Linked DNA regions of Macaca mulatta: region 2 is linked to region 1. The links are chromatin contacts, called in public Hi-C maps. All regions are on one chromosome and are shown on one strand. The core of a region is the stretch at or near the end of the contact, and the rest is flanking DNA. Distances in the headings are between cores, read along the strand shown.

Evidence for each region. Hi-C and Micro-C count contacts between places; a contact is called where the count stands out from the background.
Region 2: a contact with region 1 is called in a Hi-C map of liver, with 2.4 times the contacts expected there. The contact joins the promoter of REXO2 here to the promoter of RBM7 in region 1. A contact is called at or near these places in 3 of 14 Hi-C or Micro-C datasets (CD4 T cells, blood and liver).

Annotation. Positions count from the first base shown.
Region 1 is chr14:115,152,577-115,158,510 of T2T-MMU8v2.0, reverse strand. It overlaps RBM7 (RNA binding motif protein 7), which reads right to left and starts at 3,228. Exons shown (of 5, transcript NM_001261071.1): 1 at 3,123-3,228; 2 at 2,036-2,198; 3 at 1,040-1,127. The coding sequence starts at 3,218. It overlaps C14H11orf71 (chromosome 14 C11orf71 homolog), which reads left to right and starts at 3,430. Exons shown (of 1, transcript XM_015115758.3): 1 at 3,430-5,344. The coding sequence starts at 3,559. The coding sequence ends at 3,942.
Region 2 is chr14:115,189,633-115,194,962 of T2T-MMU8v2.0, reverse strand. It overlaps REXO2 (RNA exonuclease 2), which reads right to left and starts at 1,742. Exons shown (of 7, transcript NM_001193813.1): 1 at 1,453-1,742; 2 at 395-478. The coding sequence starts at 1,599.

The DNA.
Region 1 (5,934 bases), core at 1,979-4,478:
TAAAACATTTCACTGCCTTCCTACTCGATTTTAGGGTAAATCTCAAAATCCTGATTATAGTTTACAAGACCCTCTCCAGCGTATCTACCAAAATCCCCTACTGCTCTCCATTTTCATTCATTAGGATCTAGGTACACTGGCTTCTTTCAGTTCCACATTCATCTATATCATCTCCTTCTCCTAAAATTTTCTCAAAGCCCTTTCTACTCTTTCTTTACAGAACTTATTACAGTAATTGAACAGGTATTCACAAAAATATATATATGTGTCTTCATTTAGACTTTAAGCTCCCCTAGATAATATATCATAGTGGCTGGGCTCAATCACACTACACTGCCTGGGTTTGAATCCCAGCCCACTGAATCTGAGCAAGTTAACCTCCATCTTTCATTTCCCTTTATATATAAGGTAGAGATAAAAATAATATCTACCCTCATAAAACTGCTGTGAGGAATAAATGAAATCATACATGTAAAAGATTTGGTGAAGAACCTGAGATATGGCAGGTATTTATTAAATCTTCCTTAAATGACTGTTAAATAGCTCTATGGATACACCCGGAAAAACTGTCCCTGGTAAAATATTAACCTCCCCAAAGCAAATAAAATTATTTAAGTAAATATGATACTTTCTAATACTCAGTACCTGAAGGGATTTTACAAATCATTTAATTCAACTTCTTTTCCTTACACATGGGAAGATAGGACTAAAGAAAGGAGACTAGCTCAAGATTACACAATTGATAGATGCAGACCTAGAATCCAATTCTAGGAATTCTTAGTCCAATACTCTGCTGACTAATTGGTATTTTTAACTATAAGTAACAACCAATTAATGATTGTAAAATAAATTAATGTTTTTAAATGAAATAGTAAGTAATGCAAGTAGTGAGGGTAAATAATGTTTTGAGAAATTTTGTTTCAAGTGTATACATGTACTGTACACGTATGTGGGGATGGTTATGTCGCTCATGTGTTTTGAGGCTATTCCCTATAAGAAATCCTGATAAGTGATCTTAACAATAAGTGAGAAATATTACCTGCTAGGAGACGTGGAGGTAGGGCTTGAATTTCCAACATGATGCTGGGGATATGACAAACTGACATCTTGCGAGGCATGACTACTTCCTAAAGTGAAATAATTTGAAAAATTATTCTTGATAGAAAATCTAATTTGAAATTTTGTCTTCCCCACCTGAAATCACTCCAAAAAGGTAAACACAATCTAAAAGAGAAAAATCTCAAACTGCTGGCCCAGCGCGGTGGCTCACACCTGTAATCCCAGCACTTTGGGAGGCTGAGGTGGGCAGATTTCTTGAGGCCAGGAGTTCGAGACCAGCCTGACCAACATGGTGAAACCCCATCTCTACTAAAAATACAAAGAATTAGCCAGGCGTGGTGGCGTGCACCTGTAATCCCAGCTACTCAGGAGGCTAAGGCAGGAGAATCGCTTGAACCTGGGAGGTGGAGGTTGCAGTGAGCTGAGATTGTGCCACTGCACTCCAGCCGAGGGTAAGACTCCCACTCAAAAAAAAATCTCGAACTGCTGTAGACTGCTTTACGGCTTCATCAGAGTGAAAATTATAAGTGTATAATATCAGATAAGCAAAACAAAGCATTCCATAAATATCCAATCTGACCACAATTTTCTGATCTCCGCCCTAAATTGTAAGACTGGATACATGGACAGTTTCATCCTCACATGATCAAGAATCAAAATATATGCAAGTAATTACCAAGCAGCCAGGAGAAGCATTTTCAGAAAACAAACCTAGCTCTTTTCAGAGCACCCAAGCCCAACTCTCTTAGTGATACAGTTTATGTTCTTTTCACTAACCCAAAATGAAACTTTAAGCTCAGTTTTAAAATTATAATTTCAAAATCCATGTGTCAATGTTACCTGTTTTCAAGATAAAGTTTGCTAATCACAATGCTTAAGAAAGCAGTTTCATCTACAAATAAGAGGTTCTTTAAAACTGAATAATAAATTTAAAAACAGCAGGAAACAATGCCCCCTAACCTCAATGGACATTTACCTGATCTAAATTGAATTTTGATAGGCCTTCCGTAAAGTTTGATTCCATTAAGTAGATTCATTGCATAAGGAACAGATACTTCATGTTTGAAATTCACAAACGCAAACTGCTTTGGTTTACCATCCTTATCTTTTGGAATTTTCACCTTTATTACTGGCCCAGCCTACAAACAAAAAGGTGTTTAGAATTTAAATAAAGCAACTAAAGGAAAACACTCAAATTTTACAAATACGAGACGTCAAAGTTTATAAACAACAGAAATGTAATCAGAAACTTCTTTTAAAAATGATGCACGGATTTCCATTTTGGCTACAGTAAACATCCTAGTTATGATCGAACATTAGATTTATTTGGGGAAGGGGGCCATTAAGAAACTGGAAACACAATCACTTTCGCAGTTCACAGCACTGTATGGCCTCTTAGCATAGTGAACAATCGCCATTATTTTGCCACTCCATGAAAATGAACATTTATCAAGAACAAGAGAATGATTTTCTTGAACCAAAAACTGACTTTTGTATTGATTAATCAAACAATACCAGTTATTAGGGGATAGGGATGGGGGGAATGGGATACTCAGAATTTTCCACACATTTTAATATAGCAACACTAAAATACTGTTTTTCTACGGAGTACTTAACGATTTTATTTTACATATTTTAATAATGTTGCAATTTGATAAGCAAACTTTAAGGGAAAACTGACACAAATAAATTAAAATATTAAGTTCACCAAAGACAAATTATCCTAAGTGGAAAATGAGAACAGGAGGGATAAGAAAAAGCACTGCTCAACGAAGACCCTACACACACACTATGTTCCCAAGGATGCCTGGATCTCCAATTACCCCAAACTTGACCGATGATCCCTCCACCACCTTTAGTCGTCACTTTTGGCCTAAACGAACCAAGATCTTCCAGAAAAGCGACACCCAGCGAGCGTTTCGCAACCCAGACGCGCCCTTCACCCCCAAACAGCCACCAGTCGGGTCCCCTGACGGCCACGAAAAGAAAAAGGGGTGGTCGCTGGGCCAGGCCCTAGGCGAGACGGAAAACGAAAGGCAAAAGAGCCGAACTCATCTGCTTACCTGGTGGAAAAGCTCGAAAAGGAGCTCCTCGGTCACTTTCGTTTCAAGGTTGCCCACAAAGAGAGTCCGATCCGCTTCCGCCGCCGCCGCCCCCATCTCAGCGTCGCCCCCTCCCTAACCTGGCCAAAAGGTCGTGGCCGACGCACCCACTGCGCATTCACGGAAGCCCCACGTCCTCACGCTCCCTGGCGTCACCAACGCAAACGTCCGTTGCGCTTGCTCTCAGCGGGCGTCGACTTGTGCGGACGGAGTGCGCATGCTCGCCAGGATAGCGCTCGATAAAGGCAGGGCGGTGTCTGGCTTTTCCGCAGGCTCAGTTATGGCTTCCGGTGTGGTTAGTCACCCGGTCCGAGACAGGCTGAACTGATCTGGGGAGCCGCGAAGGGCCTGCCTTGACCGAGGGACGTAACGCAAATACTGCGGGTGGTGTTTGAAGATGGCCCTGAACAATGTGTCCCTGTCCGCCGGTGATCAGAGGAGCAGGGTGGCCCACGGCTCTTCCCACAGCGACCTCAGACCGCGGGCGTCAGCGTTGGCAATGGTCTCTGGAGACGGCTTCCTCGTTTCCAGACCTGAAGCGATTCATCTAGGACCTCGGCAGGCTTTGCGACCAAGCGTTCGTGCCGAGAGCCGTCGAGTGAATGGTGGCGGCCGCAGCCCAACCCGCTTTATAAACGGAAGGGAACCGGATGGCCGGGGCCGGAGCCGCCAGGCCAGATTCTCACCTTACCCTGGCGTTGAACCCGACCTCCTAAGAAGTGTGCTGCAACAGCGTTTGATTGCATTAGGAGGTGTCATCGCGGCTCGAATTTCAGTTTAAACGACCGCCTTTCCTCCTTTCCTCTGGCCCTCACTTACCTTGTGAAGAGGCCTTTTTAAAATCCTTTCTTGGTGTAGCAGCAATCTTGTTGTCTTATTTTTAGATGAATGCATTTTCATTTAATACGTGGGAGTTATATGAATATATCCTAGCACTAACAGAAGTGTAACAGGTAATTGATTTAGGTGGTTTTATGCAGCCAGAATGATTGGATCAGGAAAGGGGTGGAAGGGATATTCTTAGGTCGTCACAAAGCTGAGCTGATGGGATCATCCTCCCCAGAGGTCAACAAGCCATTCGTTAACTCAGACACTTTACCTTTACTTCTGTTGGCGAAAAAGTACTCCTTTTTATTACAGTGATTTATCCTTCCATCTTTTCCTTGACATTTACCATCTTCCATCTCTCCCTTCACTTTTTTCAGATGTGTCTACAAACAAACAACAATCTCAGTCGCACTAAAAATAAGAACAAAACCTAAACCTTACTGTTCTTTCCAATTATTAACTCAGTTTACATTCCTTTCTTTGGCAAAGGTTGCAAATTTTTACTTTATATTTGTAATTTTACTATTTGCATTCAGTCCCAGCGCCTTAATCTGAATCTGCTGTCCTAAAGTACACTGGTGAAAACATTAGTTGTACAATCTCCAATCAGAAAACTGTTCATCTCACTGTAGTGCCCTCCTTGAAATTTGTGTTTACTCATTAAACTGACAATATTTGGGGATCCCTGTAGTAAACACTGTGTATGAACTTTACACAGTCTGGCCATCAAGAAAGATCACGGAGTATATTCTAGATGGGGAGGCTACTAAGTGAATAGGAATCACCACACTGGGCTGTGTAAAGATAAGTACTGGTTGCAGTGGCTTTTTTTTTTTTTTCCCCCTTCATAATACTGCACTGTCCTGGTTCTTCTCTTACCTGGCTGATCACTCCTTAAATTTGCTGATATTTTTGTTCTCTTAAGCATACATTTTAAAGGGTGGTATTGTGAGAAAGTTACTGGGTTTTGTAAGTGCCAGCTCTTCATATAAGCAGGTAGACTAGCTTTTTCCCAGCAGACGCTTGTCTGTTTAGACTTCCTTAAAATAATTATGTTCAAATAAAGCAAAATCTCCATACACCACATAGTATTGAATTGTTAGAACTACATGTTAAGAATGTTGAGTCAACAAGATAGCTTCCATAAGAGGGTGAATTAATGTAGTGAGAATTCTAGAAACCAGATCATAGGAAGAATGATTAAAAGAATAGTAATATCTACCTTTTATTGAGTGCTATGTGCAAGTCAATGTGCTAGGACTTTTATTGTTTATAGAGATATTTATTGAGAACTTACTCTGTACCTGCTACTGCCTGCAGTAAGCACTTAGAATAAAGTGGTAAACATGATAAAGTATCTGTTCCTAAGGAACTTTGTATGTTATTTGATTCTCACAGCAGCCCATAAGGGAGTACTTTACTTTCATTTTGTTGCTGAAAAACAGTCTGAAGGTGATAAAATAAACTTTCCAAGGTCATATAGCTAGTAAATGATAGAGCCCTGCAGCCTTTCAAATGAGGTTCCTCATCTGAATGCAGAAAAAAATGACTTGAGTAACTATTTTCTTAACTTTCCCAAGGATAATACATAACTAATATTTTTTTCAGATAACTAAAAAGAAGTTAGTTTGTAATATACAATGGATGCCTTAACCTGAGCATTACAAAAACCCGTGGTTGAGAAAGGAATTCCAAACTATAAACAGAGTTTTAGGCTGGGGAAGAAGAATAAAATTAAAGCTGAAGATAAAGAAGACTTTCTTAAAACTTAGAGATGCCTAGTAGTGAAAAATACCACCTCAAAAGGTAATGAATTAGCTGCCAGAAAGTTCAGATAGAGGCTGAATCTCGTGAAGGGTTTTGTCAAAGGAATTCTCATAGTGTGAAATATGGCTAGATGGCTTCTTCATTTTTCCCCATTTAGTATATAATCCTATGCTTTAAA
Region 2 (5,330 bases), core at 493-2,992, 38 kb before region 1:
CAAGTGTCCTCATCTATCAAATGAGCATTACAACAAAACCTAACTTACAGTTGCTGTGAGGACTAAGAACAAAGACGTATAAAGCACTTAGAAACTGTACCTGGCATACAGTAAGCGCTCAGTAAATGACAGAATTTATGTTTCTGTAAATTTCTGGCATGGCTAATTAAAAAATAATGCTTAATTTTTTAATTTAAATTTTTAATTAATTTTTCACTAGGCTGTGAGATGGATTACTTTGGTTCTAGTACCACCCCTACCATGACCTAGCACATTACCTTAATCCATATGGACCTCAACTTTCTTATTTTTTAAATAAAGAAGCTGGAAAAAATGATGGGTATATCTCCAGTGCCCTTTAAAAAGTATGACTGTATTACATGGTATCACGTACTTCAGCCAAAATGTTGAGATCAGAGTCCGTTATCAGACAGGCCATCTCAATAATCTGGTCCTTCTCAATGTCCAATCCTGTCATCTGCAATTAAAAATAAATATATAACACACACAAAGCCATCATTCTGGCCTCTTTCACCCAAGTTTATTTAACAGAAATTCCCTCAAACATAGTCAGCTTGTAACCCATAGCCGAAACAGAAGAGAAGAATGCTCCTTGGCCAACTACTGAAGGTACTAAACACGAGTCCTCGTTTATTCAACAAACATTTACCAAGGGCCTGCTATTTGTCAAGCACTGAGATTCTACTCCGGGACAGATGCAAAGTAAGTAAAACTGGGTGCTGACATCACTCACTTTTGAAAGAGATAACTAACACCACGACGTTTCTACAGAGTTCACAAAGTTTTCACACTAATTACATCACTTGATCTTCACAATCTAATGGAAAAACTACTGTTATTATCCTCACTTCATATAAACTGAGGCTCAACGGAGGGAGGAGCCCTTGTTTCAGGCATGGAAAGCCTGAAGGGATAGGAATTGGGTTCCGGTCCCAACTCAGACTCTCACTAACTGCACGACCTTGAATGAGCTGAATCCTTTCTGTGGGCCTCAATGTTCTCACTTATGGAATGAGGGGTAGGGCTGAGTCATCTCCGGAGTCCCGTCTGACTCTAACAACCTACGGTCCTTTAAGGATTTAGTTGGGGGAGGCTAAGAAGAGCCGCTGCCCCCGCCCCCACTCCAGTGACCCAAGCCCAGAGACGCCAGAGCGTTAGGAAAAGTCCACATCTGGGCGGAGGGGCGGGCAGGAGAGGAAGCCACACGGAGGACTCCTCCCTTGTGGAAAGAAGCCCTACAGCCCAGCAGTGCGCCCCACGCCCGCAGGACTCCTGCCTCCGGACTTGCCCTGCGCCGCCCCTGGCCGGCGGCGCTAACCTGCCACACCTGAGACCCAGACCCCCGCCGCTCTCCCAGGACAGGCTCGGCTCCTCGGTCCCACGCGCGAAACCTCACTCGCCTTCCCCAAGCCCCCCGCCGACCTCACTCACCTCCAGGTCCACCCAGACCATCCGCTGAGCCATGCTCTCCCCTGCCGCCATGGCTGCGCCACCTTCGCGTACACCTCGCGTCCCAAACCGTCCGCGACTCCCACCTACACCCCGCAACAGCCTGGAGCCCAGGGAGCCGCCTAGCATCACCCGGCACCAGCAGCCACGGCCCCAGTCTCGTAGCCGGCGCTGGCGCAGGCGCAATAGTCGCTAAACGTCGCAAACCCGCGGGGAGGCGCACGAGCTGAAACCACACGTCCCAGCGTGCGGTGCGCCGGCTCGCCCTCAACAGCCCGGCTTGGCTGCCGAAGGGAATGATGGGACTTAGAGTCTCACCTGCGGTTGCGACCGGATGCCCCACCCCCGCCACGTGTTTTTCGGGTGTTACTGGACGCGCTTGTTTTGCACTGCTAAGTTTGTTTGCTTCCAGGAGTTATTTCCTGAGTTTTGGTTAGTTGTAACCGCGCAGTTAAAAAAGAACTCTTCCTTTGGTTGGTTGGAAAAGATCTGATTATCTATGTATGGTGTTTTTTTCATGTATCTCTTTCCTTTTTTGCTTTTCTTTCTTTTTTTTTTTTTTTTAACTTACCTGCCCCTCTATTCCACAAACTGGATATTTTCCTCATTTTTTTGGGACCAAGAGGCAGTGTGCTTTTGGGGGCCAGAAGGCCATTAACATTATCATCAAATCATTTAGAAATATTTACATGAGATCTTGTCTGAGAAATCATTTAGCACGTATTAGGTGTTCAGTCAAAGTTAGTTACCTTCCTTCATTTCGTTATGGGAAAAGGGTCCTGATCCAGGCTCAAAGAGTGGGTTCTTAGACCTCCTGCAAGAAAGAGTTCAGGGCGAATCCATAAAGTGAAAGCAAGTTTATTAAAAGTAAAGAAATAAAGAATGCCTACTCCATAGGCAGAGCAGGGGCATGGGCAACTGAGTATACTTACAGTTATTTCTTGATTGTATACTAAAGGGGTGGATTATTCATAAGTTCTCCGGGAAAGGGGTGGACAATTCCGGGAACTGAGGGTTCCTCCGATTTTAGATCAGATATGGTAACTTCCTAAGGTTGCCATGGCATCTGTAAACTGTCATGGCACTGGTAGGAGTGTCGTTTAGCATGCTAATGCATTATAATTCGTGTATAATGAGTAGTGAGGATGACTAGAGGTCATTTTGTCATCTTGGTTTTGGTGGGTTTTGGCCAGCTTCTTTACAACACCCTGTTTTATCAACAAGGTCTTTGTGACCTGTATCTTGTGCTGACCTCCTATCTCTTCCTGGGACTTAGAATGCCTAACCTCCTGGGAATGCAGCCCAGTAGGTCTCAGCATTGTTTTACCCAGCCCCTATTCAAGATAGGATCACTCTTCAAATGCCTCTGACAATTTGGCCAAGGGTTATCCCTTATTCCTTATGAAACGTGTCTGCATGATGACAACTTGCTGTTCTATTATTAAAAGTTTTCAAAGTTAAATCTCGCCCTCTTATAACAAATCTATGCAGTAAACTAACTTAAAATGAACTGAAACAATTCTGCCTGCTCTGTCATCATCTTTGGCTTTGATCCAGGTGTCTTTAATCTCCTGCAATGATAGCTGTAATGTCCAGCATTCCTAGGAGTCCAGGTGGCCAGCATCAGGACCTTTAGCCCTGAAATGTCAAATTTTGTGAGTCTCTTAAATCTTGGCTATCCGGTAACAAATTTGTGGCAGAGTGCCACTTTGTCACAAATGTCAATCTGGGCTTTGAATTGTAATCTCTATGTATTTTTCTGAAAGCCATATTGCTACTCATTACAGAGCTTGTGGTCCATCCTACCTGGTGAGCTGGTTTTATGAGAGAGAAACTTTGTTGCCTAATTGGAGCTTTAAGGAAAGTGTAGGGTACTGGATTTCACCTTCTACTGATTTTCTGTACCCAACCCATGACCTGCAACGGCCCAGAGAAACTCTTTGAAGGGTCATCAAAAGGTATGCGCAGATTATACACATAAAGACTTACTGTGCACAATGCATATATATTTTACCTGCATTGCCTGATGTCGCATTGTTTTGCTATAGTTTTTTACCCATTTGTAGCCTACTTTATAAAAAATGGTCTGCATTTCTTCTTTAGTTTTTTTCTTAGCTTTAAACTTGATTCATTGAAAGTAGAGTCAGTTGAGTCCGGGCGTGGTGACTCACACCTGTAATCCCAGCACTTTGGGAGGCCGAGGTGGGCGGATCATGAGGTCAGGAGTTCGAGATCAGGCTGGCCAACATACTGAAACCCCGTCTCTACTAAAAACACAAAAATTAGCTGGGCATGGTGGCAAACGCCTGTAGTCCCAGCTACTGAGGAGGCTGAGGCAGGAGAATCGCTTGAACCCAGGAGGTGGAGGTTACAGTGAGCTGAGATTGCACCACTGCACTCCAGCCTGGGCAATAAAGCAAGACTCCATCCCAAAAAAAAAAGAGTAGAGTCAGCTGAAGTACAGAAAGCTTTATCAATCGGGCTTGTTATGATCTTCTTAAAGTATTATGTATCTAAAATTTTAAAGAACACTATTTTTTTTCAACTTTACTACTGGAATAATGTTTCTAATAGGACATGGCTAAGGACACACAAACCCTTCCCTCTTTTGAGAGATAACTACTTTTTTACATATTTTTTAATTTTTATTTTTTAAATTGTGATAAAAGATAATACAAAAATTTACAATTTTAGCCATTTTCCTTATAAAGTAGGCATCCCCAACCCCTGGGCTGCAGATCGGTGCAGACGAGTAACAGTCCGTGTCATGTTAAGAACCGGGCTGCTCTGCCAGAAGTGAGGGGTGGGGGAGCGAGTATTACCACCTGAACCCTGCCTCCAGTCAGATCAGCAGTGGCATCAGATTCTCAAACGAGCACAAACCCTATGTTGTGAACTGTGCATGCGAGGCATCTAGGTTGCGTGCTCCTTATGAGAATCTAACTAATGCTTGATGATCTGAGGTGGAACGGTTTCATCCTGAAACCATTACTCCCCTACCCCCATCCATGGAATAATTGTCTTTCATGAAACTGGTCCCTGGTGCCAAAAAGGTTGGGGACCACTGGTATAAAGCATGGTGGCATTAAGTACATTCACATTGTTGTGCAACCATCACCACCATTTATCTCCAGAACTTTTTCATCTTCCCAACGGAAACTCCATCCCATTAGACACTAACTCCCCATCTCCACCCATCCACTACTCCCAGCCCCTGGCAACCACTATTCTACTTTTTGTCTCTAAGAATTTGACTACTCTATGTACCTCTTACAAGTAGACTTATGCAGTATTTGTCTTTTCATATCTGGCTTATTTCATTTACTATCATCTCTTCAAAGTTCATCCATGTTGTAGCATGTGTCAGAATGTTCTTTCTTTTTCAAGCTGAATAATATTTCATTGTATGTATGTATCACATTTTGTATCCATTAATCCATTAATGGACACTCTTGTTGCCTCCACCCTGTGGCTACTGTGAATATTTACATGGTTTTAAATTTTAATTGTTATATTTTATTTTATTTTTGAGACAGGGTCTCACTCTGTCACCCAGGCTGGAGTTCAGTGGCGTGATCACACCTCACTGCAACCTCCATCTCCTGGGGTCAAGTGATCCTCCCACTTCAGCCTCCAAAGTAGCTGGGACTATAGGCACAGACCACCACACTGGGCTAATTTTTGTATTTTTTGTAGAGATGAGGTTTTACCATGTTGCTCTGGCTGTCTCGAACTCCTGGGCTCAAGCATTCCACCCATCTCAGCCTCCCAAAGTTCTGGGATTACAGGCATCAGTCACTGCAACCAGCCCTAATTTTATTTTTTATTGCTGCCTTCTTACCAGTGACTTTCCCAGCCCA